Linked DNA regions of Mus musculus: region 1 is linked to region 2. Evidence: chromatin contacts called from public promoter capture Hi-C data. All regions are on one chromosome and are shown on one strand. The core of a region is the stretch at or near the end of the contact, and the rest is flanking DNA. Distances in the headings are between cores, read along the strand shown. Region 1 holds the start of Slc41a2 (solute carrier family 41, member 2). Region 2 overlaps Slc41a2 (solute carrier family 41, member 2).

Region 1 (7,005 bases), core at 2,320-4,819, 36 kb after region 2:
ACACTGTCTCGGAAAGCAACCAGAAATCAATTCCCCCAAACCTGTCCGTTTTCATTGCCACCTGCTTGTAGAACATCTTGGGTTTGGGGTGATTTTCTTTATTTGTAACAGTTTCACTTGGCAGCCCTGGCTGGCCTTAAACCCACAGAGTTCCAGTACTGGAATGACAGGTATGTACCACCTTGCCCAGTTTACAGATAGCCTTCCTCAGCAAGAGGTCCCAAAGCTGCAGGGAGCAGAGGAGGACGTGTGGAACAGCGAATAACAGATCAGGGTTTATACTTAAATTGTTGACCAAGCTCGTTAGGGGAATCAGCAAAAACACACTGAGGCTCCATATTGATGCTGTCAGCCGATTTCTAAGGTAGGCCACGGGTGAGGCACAAGAACGGTTCAATTATGTGTTTTTTCGTTTACAGGTTGGAGGGCAGGACTGGGCTGTCCCTCGCCTACTTTACATCAGTTGCTCCCCATTATTTCTCCACGGAAATCTTTGACCTCCTTCTTTTCTCTAAAATTCCTGAAGTTTGATAGCATATGTTCAAACAGTAACAGATTTCCTTGCATGACCAGACCATTCAGTCTCCTGTGCCTTTTCTTAGAACCACCCACACCTCTTACAAACGGCATTGTTAGCCAAGAACCTTACCAAGTCGGTTAGGTTAGAACCCTCTCCCAGGTATGTGATGAAGTGGGTCTGGATCCTTCATCTCGGTGTCCCACCACCAAGTCTGTCTTCAGCGGGAATCATTTTAAGATGATTTTCCCAGAACCCCCCTCTCTGGGGATGCCTCCTTTCAGCACCTTTCTATCCACTGCCCCCTCCCCTGCTCTTCACCTATGCATTCCTGCCCCTCCACACATAGTCAGGGTTAAGTCCCATCTCCCCCCCAATGCCAAACCCATTGCCATGGCTCATCTACTACTACAGTGGCCTTCCATCAAGTTCCTCACCATACAAGTTCCATCAGATACTTTTTTCTTTAGTAGCAATTAGATCCATGGAGAAGAGAACTGGAGTTCAGAGAAATGCCATCTCTTCTAGTAACTTTGGGAAGAAAGACCTTAGGCTGGATTTGTACACACACAGAAATCCCCCATGCAGAAAGCAGGGCGACATCCATTCAGTTCCAGATGACTCTTAATCTCAGCTCCAGCAAAATGTTTTTCACTCGAGGTGCCAGTGGATACCTGCAAGCCCAGTACTTGGGAAGCAGAGACAGAAGGACTGCTGCAATCTCAAGGCCAGCCTGATCTACAAACACATACACACACACACACACACACACACACACAGAGAGAGAGAGAGAGAGAGAGAGAGAGAGAGAGAGAGCTAAAAAAGCAAATATAATGTCTAGCATCCACAAATATCATAACTGCAATAGAAACTACACAGACCGAAAGGAGAAAAGTACTTTTTACTTTACTGGGAAGTACATGAGATTTTGTTTGAGTGATTTGTTTAACATCCAACATAAATTACTTGTAGCTAATAAGTGAAACTTTTCAAACATATAATATACAAAAATAGCCTAAAGTCCCAGCAGGACACCCAGGACCATACCTCCTGTGGCTTTTCTCAAGAAAGCCAAAGAAAGAAAATCACAATAAAATGCCCAGGAATGACCAGGTAAAAGGTGAAGCGTTCTGAAAGAGTCAAATGCCTCTTAATCATATTTTTATGCTACTTTGCCAGTGGCAGTCAAGAATCTAGAATTTTTCCTATAATGAATAAGACATCTCAGCAACAATAACAAAAAAATCAAATATGACAGCAAAAATAGGAGTGGAGGGTCTAAACAGAAATCTCTCCAAAACAGATACACATATGGCCAATAAGCATACAAAAGGCGTTTTAATCTCTTGTCTGAGATGCAAATTAAAACCAGGAAAAACACTAGGATAGCTTAAAAAAAAAACAGTAAAAAATAACGTGTCGGTCGTTGGCGGTTTAAGGAAAACGCAGCCCGCATAAACTGGTGGAGTATAAAACGTAGCAACAACTTTGATTAAAGTCTGAAAGTTTCTCAAAAATGTTAAGTACCAAGCAATTCCACACCTAAGGTTTGGGGCATTTAAAACACACATCCACAGAAGTTCTAGCAGCATCATATCCGATGGCTAAAAGGTGAAAAGCAATGAATGCCATTTCATTAACTGGTGAATGGGCACACACCGCATTATCAGTCATTCAGCTCCAAGAAAGTAGAGAGCCGACCCACACTAATTACACCATGAATGAGCTTTGAAAACAGTCTGGCTACGTGAAGGAAGCCAGACAAAAAGCCACAGACACGTTGGTTGGGTGTGGTACAATCCTGTGTGAGATCACCACTTGAGAAATTGAGGCAGGAGGACCACGAATTCTGATTAGCCTCAACTATAAGGGAAGAGTCAAAATCTTGTCTTTAAACGGAGGAGGTGGGAAACCACAAATACTGTATGATTTCATTAGTGTCTCCAAAGAGCAAATGCATAGGCACAGAAAAATTAGTTGGGGCAGTGGGGGGAATGGGTGGCAAGCAACTAAAAGGTATAGGGTTTCGTTTGGAGATATATATATATATATATATATATATATACATACATACATACATACATATATATATATATATGTATATATATATATATATATATAGAGAGAGAGAGAGAGAGATAGTAGTGACAGTTACAAAACTAGATGAATACACGTAAAGCCACCTTTGGGAGAGATAAGTAGCACGTATGCTACATGACTCATCGGTCAATCAAGCGTCCATTTACAAAAAGATGACACCGGGGCACTATACCTAAGAACATAATATATAGGTAACACACAAACATGCCAGCTCTCGCCATAAATGGACACCGAGGCTTCTTAAAATTGAGGTATAGTGTGCATCCATAAAGCCAAGAACTGGGTGGCAACGCTGCTGAGCCCCGAAGCAGGCTCCAGGGGTGAGCGCAACCCGCCTCGCAGCATCTGCATCCGAGCTCACCTTCCTCCATCCCTCGGCGCGCGCCCCCAGTCACGGCCACCGGAGCCGGGCAGCGGCGGGCAGGGCTGGACAGAACGGGGCGGCCTCGGGTCCCGCCGGGCGAGGCTCCAGCATCCGGCCGCACCACCGCCCTCCCACACCTAGCCGTGCCTCTGTCTCCGCTCCCGCCGCGGCAGCCTGCGCCGAGCCCGAGCGCGGCGACGCTCTGGGAGTCGGTGAGCCCGGCCCAGCCCCGCGGGCCCGCCTCGCCTCCTCGCTGCCACTGACAGTCGCCCGATGCCCGCGGCCACTCGCGCGCACCCCGCCCCGCCCCGCGCACGCGCGCAGCCGGCTGGGCCCGCGGAGAGCCGCTGATGTGGCCGCCCGGAGGCTACCCGGATCCGCGGCCGCGCCCCGGCAGCCGCCCGCCCGCCGGCTTGTTCGCCTGCCCACTTGACCGCTCGCCCTCCTGCCAGCTACGACTCCTGGCTGGTTAGCTTAGGCTGTCCTGCGCATCCTCCCAACCGCATCCCAGCCCGCGCATCCTCCTCTCACCGCTCCGTCAGCCCCGGGCCTCGTCGGGGGTCCAGCTCGCGTTCCTTGCTGAGCGGAATGAAGCCGAGGACGTGGGAGTCGTTCGTTGCGCTCTTCTGGGAGGCCAAAGGACGGGGAGGAGACGTGCGGGCAGCGCGTCACGCCCTCCGAGCGCCTGGCAGGGTCAGAGCCAAGTGCACTGCGCTGCTCAGCCGAGCTTTGCAGTTTGCCCACGCTCGAGTTTTGGGAGCCAAGGTAGACTTGAGCCAGAATTTGCCAAGGAAAATCGGGGGCTGCTTCCATGACTGTTTGTTAAGCACCTACTATGTGCGGTTCAGCTAGTGGGACTCCACCATCCCACCCTGCAAAGATGTGAGCCCCAGAGCACTGACTCTTGGGGGGAAACTGCTCGTTTTGATTCTGAGGCTATTATTCTATTACCTTAGACCAAAGTTTTCACCAAATTCAGATGGGGGTAATTTAGCACCTTTTCAGGTGGGGACAGGGACACACACACAGAGACACTTCCATCTGACTGGACATGATGGCACCTGTCTTTAATCTCAGAGCCAGGTAGTTCTCAGTGAGTTCAAGACCAGTTCTCTACTCAGCAAGTTCCAGGAAAACCAGGGTTACATTGTGAGATCTTGTCTCAAAACAAAACAAAACAACAACCACCCTCATTTTCTTGTGGGTTTTTTTTTTTTTTTTTTTTTTTTTTTTTTTTTTTGGTTTTTCGAGACAGGGTTTCTCTGTGTAGGTCTGGCTGTCCTGGAACTCACTTTGTAGACCAGGCTGGCCTAGAACTCAGAAATCCGCCTGCCTCTGCCTCCCAAGTGCTAGGATTAAAGGCGTGCGCCACCACGCCCGGCTTGGGTTGGTTTTTTTTGTTTGTTTGTTTGTTTGTTTTTTTGTTTTTTTTTGTTTTTTTTTTTTTTTTTTTTTTTTTAAACCCTAGAGGACAAAGTCTCTCTGTGCAGCTCTGACTGGCCTGACACCTGTTATGTAGCCCAAGCTGCCTTTGAACTCACAGAGAGCTGTCTGCCTCAGCCTCTCAATGCTGGGATTGAAGGCGCACACCATCATTTTCCAACCTTCTCTCAAACTCTTACCCTTCCTGTTCTGGAATTACAGGTATGTACTATTGTGCCCAGCCCTAGATCAAATTTTGTGTGTGTGGGCTGGGTGCGGGGGTGGGAGGGAGTTAAAGACAGGAGATATGCTTAGCAGTTACAAACAGGTACTGCTCTTGCACAGGACACAAATTTAGTTTCCAGCACCTACCTACACACACACACACACACACACACACACACACACACCTGGAAACACCAGCTTAGCTGGACGAAGTGCCTTCTTTTGCCTTCCACGGGCATTAATTAGCATTCATGAGCACATACCCAATCCGTGCACACAGATATACAGTAATTTAAAATCTTTAAAGGATTTTAAAATTCCTTTAGGAATGAAAACATTTCTATGAAGAACATGGGTGTTGAATTTAAAGTTACAGGGAGTCGTTATTTTGGTTTAGGGTTCTGTGCTAAACCCCCAAAATGGAGTCACTTACCATTAACCAACTGCCCCACTTTCCCAGAAACCTGTATGAATTGCATGATGTTGAAGCAGCCTCTGCCTTAATTTTTACACAGGCAAACCTGATGCTGAGTCCTCTGTTGCTCCCACCCCACCCCTCCTGTCTCTATCTTAAAAGAGAAGGAACTTTCAGCCTCCCAGTCTGCTCCTGGGTTTCTTGTTTCTACTTTCTTCGGCCCCTTTGAGTCTGTGAAAGAAACCAATACCGACCTCATTGGAATGCTCACTCTGTTTTGTGAAATGAACTATGGCCCAGTTTTACAATCAGAAGATAAAGCCAATTAAAACCCTTAAACTAAATGGTTGTAATTTTGTCTGTTGACATAGGAAAGCCTCGATTACATTCATTTCCAGATTGTCTTCCTTTTGGTTTAACTACTATCATAGTCAGGGTATTCTTGCTGTGAAAAGACACCATGACCACAGCAACTCTTATCGATGACAACATTTAACTGGGACTGTTTCAGAGGTTCAGTCCATTATCACCACAGTGGAAAGCATGGTGGCATGCAGGCAGACTCGGTGCTGGACAAGGAGCTGGGAATTCTACATCCGGATGGCACTGGTGTGGCTTGAACATCTGAGACCTCAAAGCCCACCCACAGTAACTCACCTGTTCCAACAAGGCCACACCTCCTAATAGTGCCACTCCATCTTAAAGAACTGCATCTTAATAGAAGGTGATTAGCTGCTCCAAAAAGTGTCAGAAAGTTTAACAGGTAAGTGTGTCTTCCTGGTTCCCTGGCTCTGGGAGTCTCTTCAACTTCCCACTCAAAAACACCCATCCAGAACTGGGTGTGACTGGGGCATGCCTTTAATCCCAGCTCTTAAGGAGCAGAGGCAATGGATCTCTGAGGTTGAGACCAACCTGGTTTACTGAATAAGTTCCAAGACAGAAACCTTGTCTCAAACAACAACAAAACACCCATCAGAAGCCAGCCCCTGCCATTTTTCCTGAGAAAGCTGGAGGTTTCAAGTACCCTCCATTCAGTTGACTGAAGCTACGTTTCTGCTTATATATACTCTTCCTTCAGCATTCAATGATGTGATGTGGATTTTTAAAGTGTGTTGCGCTTCAACTAGGAACTTGAATGGAAATCAAGTTTTCATCCTGCAAATAATTCACTGAGTCTGGGTGTAGAGGTGGCCCCTTCTGAACAGGTCCTGGGCTCCACAGGCGACCAGAATCATGGTCCCACTTCATCTGTTGCCTAAATGCTGGCAATGTGAAGCCAGTGGCTCGGAGCTGGAGCGAGGCAGGCAGTTAGCATTGCTGGGAATGATGGCTGGGGGTGATAGACACTGGACAAAAGGGCATGTCTTCTGTGGGGTAAAAGAGCTTTCCTTGAAGAAATGACATTTGATCTGAGCCTGATGAACGAAAAGTTGGACAGACAACAAAGAGGCAAGTATGAGTTACTGTGGCCTAGGGAATGCAGATCCATTACCTTAAATGACACACTTCAGCCTGAAAGAGGTTACATAAATTTCTGTAGTCACCAAGGAACAAAATTCACAGAAATTCACAAAACAATACATTTACCAATGAATGAAGAGCCATCAGAGAGACTAACGCTAAATTCCAGCACAGCACCACAGGCAGTCTCCTTCAGATGCTACCTCAAAGCATGCTCAGCTACAGTGCTGTCCAGGGGTCTGAGGTCGGCTGTGTTTAGTGGTAGATTCTGAGAAATGTGTGTACACACACAGGCACACCTAGGCACACATACATAGTGACATAAATAGATCTCTCATTTGAGATGGAGCATGCAAAGTTTAACCCTATTGTGTTTTATTGTTAACATGATGTTTTCCAGTTATATTCATCTCCCTACAAATGTCATGATTTATGTCTTCATAATTATGTAGTGTGTGTGTGTCAGTCTCTGGTACACTTTTTTTGTTTTGTTTTGTTTTT
Region 2 (7,027 bases), core at 360-2,859:
AAAAAATGTAGTAAAAACTAAGCTTCAGTGATTATATTCTGTAACGTACATGGAGCCTAATATAGTGCTCATATCAATAAATACAAAGAAGATAATCCTATAAATTCTAATGCAGTTAATGTTTATTTGGGGGATGTGGTATTTGAGACAGGGTTTCTCTGTGAAGCCCTGGCTGTCCTGGAACTCGATTTGTAGATCAGGCTGCCCTCAAACTCAGAGATCCACCCCTTTCTGACTGCCAAGCGCTAGGATCAAAGGCATGTGCCACCACCACCCAGCTCAGTTAATTCTTTTAAGTTCTGTTTTTTAAATATATAACCCAAAATATGCTACCTTAAGCATAAGTACAAGGTTATGTTTATAGTGCCACAGAAATGTAAACTTTGGGTTTTTAGTTTATTTTTTGTTTTTTATGTGTATACTTGTGTGGCTGAGTGGCCGAGTACACACGTGAGTGCAGATGCCCTCTGACGATCATGGTGTTGGATCCATCCTTCACCGTGGGCTGTAGTCACAGGCAATTGTGAGCTGCCTCATTTAGGTTCTGGGAACTGAACTAAGGTCCTCTAGCAGCATGGAAGTACCCTCAACCAAAAATTTAAATGAGGGATTGCTTTTGAAACTAAGAATCCCTGGAATGCTTGTGACAAGCCAGAAAGTCCCCTGTGTGACTTCCAGGAAAGCATTTCTTAACTCTTAAAGTATAGTATTCTTACTGAAAACTGAGCCAGAACATCTACCTATGGCCAAGGGGCCGAGCTCAAAAAGCCTGTCCTCCACTGTGTCTGTAAATAATGAAACAAATAAAATTAATCAGGTGGTGGTGCACGCCTTTAATCCCAGTACTCAGGAGGCAGAAGGTGGTAGACCTCTGTGAGTTTGAGGCCAGCCTGGTCCAGCACAGCTAGGGCTGTATACAAAGAACTCAAGTAGATGGATGGATGGATGGATAGATGGATGGATGGATAGGTAGATAGGTAGATGAGACAGAGAAATAAATTTGAACTAAGGCTCTTTAAAGTTTATGTGGAAATTTGCTACCATTTTCATTATGAACAAATATTTTAAAAGTTGCCATCCTGGGAAATCAATCCTTTTATTGAAATGTCAAGAACTGCCAAGTCGACCTTCACAGATCCCCTTACCCTGCAGTAGAGATGCGATGAAGGCCGTTGCCACACTGCTGGAGCACAGAAGTATGGAATGGCTGAGGTAATACTTCCCTTCTGGAATCCAGCCCAGTATGATGGCTGCCACAGCTGCTAAAAAGCCAACCACTGTGGCCTGAACCTAAAAACATTTTTGTGAAATCCAGATTAGTAATTTTTAAAACATTAAACTATCATTAGTTAATCATTACATACAAGATCATTAGGGTGCTGGGTATGGTTTACTGAACTGCTTTCACTTTGAAGGGGCTCCTGGGTTTTAGTTTTATTACCACTTAAGACAGTGGGCTCTCCAAATGCCCTGATCTGTGTCAACAGGTGTGGAGTGAGGGGTCACTTCTTTTTGTTTTGTTTTTGAGACAGAGTCTCTCTGTGTTGTCCTGGATGGTCTGGAACTCACCATGTAGACAGAGCTGAACTCAAACTCTCACAGATGTACCTCCTGATGTGGGTGCTGAGCACCAAACTCCAGCACTCATAGGGAGCAGAGAGTGGTCTCACCTGCTGAGCCATCTCTCCAGCCCCTCCAAGCCTGTCCTCAAGTACTCTATGTCCAGCTCCTCACAAGTGTCCCTGGTGCGCTTCAGGGAGAAGATAACTTCCCCTAGTTCAGCCCTCAGCCCCCATTTTCTCTTCTTCCCTTTCTCAGTGGTAACCGCTCTGACCTAGAGGGCATCTGCTGTTTCCTGTTCATCACGTGTCCATGGGGGAGTAAACCAAACATGTTGGCAACCAGAGTCAGCAAATTCCTAGCCATCTCTGGCAACCATCCTAACCCAGTTACAGGAAAGAGTGGCAAGGGAGGGACTGCCAGAGGCTGGCATGGGGACTTTTGCAATGACCTGTGTAGATCGCCCAGGACAGGTTCATGTTCACAGCTTAAGACTGTTCAGTGCTTAAATCCATATATTCTCAACTTTTTAACTTGTTATAGTGCTCTCTTTATCTATAAATATTTAGAAGGTCTTGGTTTTGTTTTGCTATTGTTACAGGGAACATTTTGTACGCTAGGCAAGCAGTCTCCCTCTGATGTACATCCCTGTTCTTAAATGTTTTTCCCACCCCTGCTTAGATTTCTACAAGGTCCAGCTGAAATGTTCTTAGAATTTTCTAAGAAAATACTATGGCTGAAGAGACAAAATGAAGCCCAGAAAGATTATATGAATTAACAAAGGCTCTTCATCTGGGTGACATTAGAGTTGAGGTTATGGCTCAGCTTTTATTCCCAGGAACTCTTTGTCCCTGAGATGCAATGCACCAAATTATATTCCCACAACCAGGTTCTCAATCTTGGGGCCTAGCTGAGCTAACACTAAAATGAGTGTATATTCCTGGTGCTCAAACTAGCTAAAGAGTTACTCATGGCAGGTGAAATCTCTGACTTAAAAAGTTAGGGAAGAATAGATAAAGAGGCAGAAGAGACACCTGAGACTAGTAAGAGTAATATATGTGTGTGTGTGTGTGTGTGTGTGTGTGTGTGTGTGTGTGTGTGTGTGTATATATATATGTATATGTGTGTATATATATATGTATATATATGTATGTATATATACATATATATATATATATATTTCCTGGGATGATATGTAATTCCTGGGTTAGGACATATGCTATTGGTATTCGAGTGAGTTTATTAATATTAATGGTAACAGTGAGGTAGAAAAATCAGCATTAATAGATGAATGAGCACAGTCCCAGGAAAGAGCTCACTTTAATTAAGCAACTAATACTTACTTAGACTTTCTAATTTAATTTCTTGGAGAAATTAATGCTAATTTCTTATTTCTAATACTAATTTAGAAGAATTAAAGTAGTCTTGTTATTGGCTCCTGTAGACCCAGGAAGATTCATCTGAACACAGGAGTTTGAGATCAGACCAGGAAACACAGGTATCACCTCAAAAAAGCAAAAACTTCTACAACTAATACAAACAAACAAAACACAAAGAGCAGGGCCTGGTGAGTGTGCCTGAGAGGCTGAGGCAGGGGGATTCTGTCTGACTGTAAGGCCATCCTGAGCAACACTAAAAGGATGCCCCAAAACTCATAAAGACGGGGCGAGAGATGTGGGTCAACTGAAAGAGTGCTCGGCTGACATGCACAAAGCAATGGGTTATCCCAGTCCCCATATAAACCACAACTGCTGGTGCACATCTGTGGTCCTTGCACTGAGGAGGAGAGTGGGATCAGAAGTTCAAGGTCACCCTCACTTACATACAAAGTTTAAGGCTACATGAGATCCTGTCTAGGCCTCCCCATTACAGTCATAATAGAAAAGTAGAGCCGTAAATGAAAGCAGAGAAATAGCACATGCAGAGACTTAAGTGAGTATCCACACACACACACACACACACACACACACACACTGCAGGCTCATGTATTTGAATGCTTAGACACCTGTGAGTGGAACTGTTTGGGAAGGATTAGGAAGGGGAGAGGGGGCTTATTGGAAGGTGTGTGTCACTGGGAGAGGACTTTGAAGTTTCAAAAGCCCTTACCAGGCCCAGGCTCTGAGTCTCTGTCTCTCTCTGTCTCTTGTCTCTCTCTGTATGTCTCTGTCTGTTTCTCTCTCTCCCTTCCCCCACCTCTGTGTTTGTGTGTGTATGTCTGTCCTCCTCTCTCTCTCTTTCTCTCTCTTTCTCTCTATCTGTCTGTATGTCTGTCTGTCACTGCATGCTGCTGATCAGGATATAACGCTCTCAGCTACTGCTCATGCACCATGCCTGTCTGCTTCCAGCCATACCAGACTCTAAACTGTAAGCGGGCCCCCAGTTAAACACGTTCTGTTAAAAGGGTTGGTCATGGTGTCTTTTCATAGCAACGGAACAGTAATTAAGGCAAAGTAAGTAATTAAACAACAAAGTCTTAAATAGTTGTATAAGTATCAGTACAAAGGTTAGCTCTATTGCAGTTAGAGGGTTTTTCCATGTCTTTCAGTATTTGTATACTTTTTTTACATTTGGAAGAAAATAATCAGTTTCTAGAAATAAAATAACTTTCAAAGGCCCTGGGTATCAATCAATTGATTCCATTAGCTTTTGGGGTTACTGAGTTAGAATCTGATGTCTTGAATGGTAGGCTTCACATCCGAGCTCTGTGACTAAGCACCCACCACTTACCTGCTTTAAAGCCAAGTTGCCAATGATTAGATTCCACTTCTCAATGGGTGAGTCCATCTTCCCAACATTTACCTGCGAAGAGGATACTTTTATGATCCGCTCTGCTGTCTGCTTCATTTAAACAGAACCCAAAGTACACAATACACCTCTCGTAATAATTCTGCTGTGTGCAGCCTGTGCTCAGAACAAGTCCCAGCTCACCATCGGCCTGCTGCGTGACATCCGGCTTGGTCAAGATGGGAAAATAGGGTCTTAGGTGACAAGTTAGTCATCCACCTGCTGGAGGACAGTGCCACCTGTCATCCTCACACCAAGTTTGCTATACTAAGGCCCAATAGAAAGAGTGGTAGACAAACCCAGAGACTATTGCATATGCCAGCAAGATTTTGATGAAGGGACCCTGTTCTAGCTGTCTCGTATGAGGCTATGCCAGTGCCTGGCAAATACAGAAGTAGATGCTCACAGTCAGCTATTGGATGGAACATAGGGCCCCCAATGGAGAAGCTAGAGAAAGCACCCAAGGAGCTGAAGTGGTCTGCAACCTTATAGGTGGAACAATATGAACTAACCAGTACCCCCAGAGCTCATATCTCTAGCTGCATATGTAGCAGAAGATGGCCTAGTCGGCCATCACTGGGAAGAGAGGCCCCTTGGTATTGCAAACTTTATATGCCCTAGTACAGGGGAACACCAGAGCCAAGAAGTGGGAGTGGGTGGGTAGGGGAGCAGGGCAGGGGAGGGTATAGGGAACTTTCAGGATAGCATTTGAAATTTGAAATGTATATAAAGAAAATATCTAATTAAAAAATGTGCGAAGGAAAGAAAGAAAGAAAGAAAGAAAGAAAGAAAGAAAGAAAGAAAGAAAGAGAGAGAGAGAGAAAGAAAGAGAGGGAGGAAGGAAGGAAGGAAGGAAGGAAGGAAGGAAGGAAGGAAGGGAGAGAGAGAGAGAGAGGGAGAAAGAAAGAAAGAAAGAAAGAAAGAAAGAAAGAAAGAAAGAAAGAAAGAAAGAAAGAAAGAAAGAGAGTTGTGAGCTGTTGGCACATAATTCCATGGCATAAAATTAACATAACCAAAGAGTTACTGCCAGAGAGTAGAATATAAACAAATCATTCACGTTTGAGTCATGAGTGTGACTCTTAGCAGTAAGAGCTCAGTAGGTTCACAGACTCCACTGCATACCTCCAATTATCAAAATATACATACAGCTTTCTGATAAATGGAGGGACACTTTCCAAAATAAGATTAGGATTCACATACTCTTCTGCTCTGCAATACAGATAATTTTCTTTCTCAACAACTTGGATTAAAAAATAAAAATCATCCAAATGTGCCAAGTTTTTCTAACATCGTAATTTGGAAAGCAATGGACAAACACTAGCAATACACACATGCATGAAATTTATAAATCTAGTACATGGAGTTAGACTTTGTTTATTCTTCATCTTCTCATGGGAGATTTTCAACTGTTATAAAAACATCTGCGGCCTGCAATACGGCTCAGCGGTGAAGGCGCTCACTGTTCAAGTCTGGCAACCTGAGTTTGATTCCTGGAAGTCACACAATGGAGAAGGGAACAGCTCTGGCAAGCTGTCCTGACCTCACACCCACACACGGTATGTGCGTGCTCACGCATCCACATACATACATACACTCAATACATATTTTAAGGCTTTTTAAAAAATGTTTCACAAGGTCAAGTAAAGGAGATACAGCACACTAGGCCCTGGCTCAATCTCCAGTGCCACGGAAACACATGACGTTGTCGTTTACAGGAAGATTTACCCACGGCTGAACTGGAGCTGTCTCAGTGGCGGCAGGGCAGTGGATTAAGCGTCACATCAAGATGCCATCTATTCAATTTAGAAAACATATTCTACTCTGCAACCTCCCTCTGGACTTGAGGCTCAAAGTATCCAGCTAATGCAAATACCGAGGTTTCTCGGTGCTTTACAACAATTATGCGTGCTGTCTTTATAGTCGCATTTACTAAACCGGACAATAACTATTGATTCAATCGTGTTTGTAGCTCGAGCAATCTGGAGCTCCACTCGATCGAGCAATGATTAAGGAGTGAATCTAGCGTGGATTTAGAGCTCCGGAGGCAGGCAGAGGTTAGTGCTGCCATTTCAGTAACTATTAGAAAGATGTCAATAGCTATAGTTAACAATCTGCAATGACTCCAACAGAAGTCTGAGCCAGAAGACCTCCTCAGCTGTTAATATGCAGCAGAGGCTCACATGCACCAGGGTCCACGGAGACCGAGGCTGGCACAGCATAGTATGAGATACTGACTTAGGGATTCAGGCCAGATACACTTGGTACCATCACTGCCAACCTCTTCCTGTAGGCAGGGAACTACATTCCACAGTTCCTGTCCATACAAACATTCAGGTTACTGCATGACGGGAATTACTTAATGTTGGGAGGGCACTAGTGAATGGGTGGGGGGACATGAATTATTCTGGAAGACAGACAGAAATAGCGGGCATGGAGACATTCCCTTGCCAAGGTTACACGGCTCTCTTTTCCTGCCCCAATGCTTACACTGTTTCTCCAATCATCCTGTCCACCCCCCCCCCACACCCTTCACTTTTCCACCCTCGCATTACCACAAGCTCACGAACAACACAGTTGATGAGGTCAGAGATCTTAGAGAAGAATCTACTGCTGGTACTTTCCTAAGCAAGGTTAATTCCTAACTGCACTCGAAATGGTACCCTTCTGGTAGGTAGGCCTCAGC

Evidence for each region. Promoter capture Hi-C pulls out the DNA fragments that hold promoters and counts their contacts.
Region 1: a promoter capture Hi-C map of macrophages shows a contact between it and region 2, with 9 read pairs. The contact joins the promoter of Slc41a2 here to the enhancer-like site in region 2. A contact is called at or near these places in 3 of 39 promoter capture datasets (the 3T3-L1 cell line, 3T3-L1-derived adipocytes and macrophages), 14 of 484 Hi-C or Micro-C datasets (the HL-1 cell line, Sertoli cells, bone marrow-derived macrophages and 5 more), 7 of 115 datasets of contacts at active chromatin or transcription factors (bone marrow-derived dendritic cells, bone marrow-derived macrophages, embryonic fibroblasts and 2 more) and 3 of 9 other capture datasets (adipose tissue, bone marrow-derived macrophages and pancreatic islet).

Annotation. Positions count from the first base shown.
Region 1 is chr10:83,334,248-83,341,252 of GRCm38.p6, forward strand. Slc41a2 (solute carrier family 41, member 2) reads right to left here and starts at 3,570. Exons shown (of 11, transcript NM_177388.3): 1 at 3,513-3,570. Gm40722 (predicted gene, 40722) reads left to right here and starts at 4,442. Exons shown (of 2, transcript NR_168611.1): 1 at 4,442-4,625; 2 at 5,144-5,387.
Region 2 is chr10:83,300,017-83,307,043 of GRCm38.p6, forward strand. It overlaps Slc41a2 (solute carrier family 41, member 2), which reads right to left. Exons shown (of 11, transcript NM_177388.3): 4 at 4,288-4,359; 5 at 1,146-1,290. Among named protein-coding and RNA genes, the nearest start is that of Slc41a2, 34 kb to the right of the region's middle. Within about 2 kb of position 1,610, at least 79 of the 459 cell types and tissues checked have an H3K27ac peak or open chromatin away from gene starts, as enhancers often do. A contact at or near this core is called in the HL-1 cell line, adipose tissue, bone marrow-derived macrophages and 4 more, where this site is marked.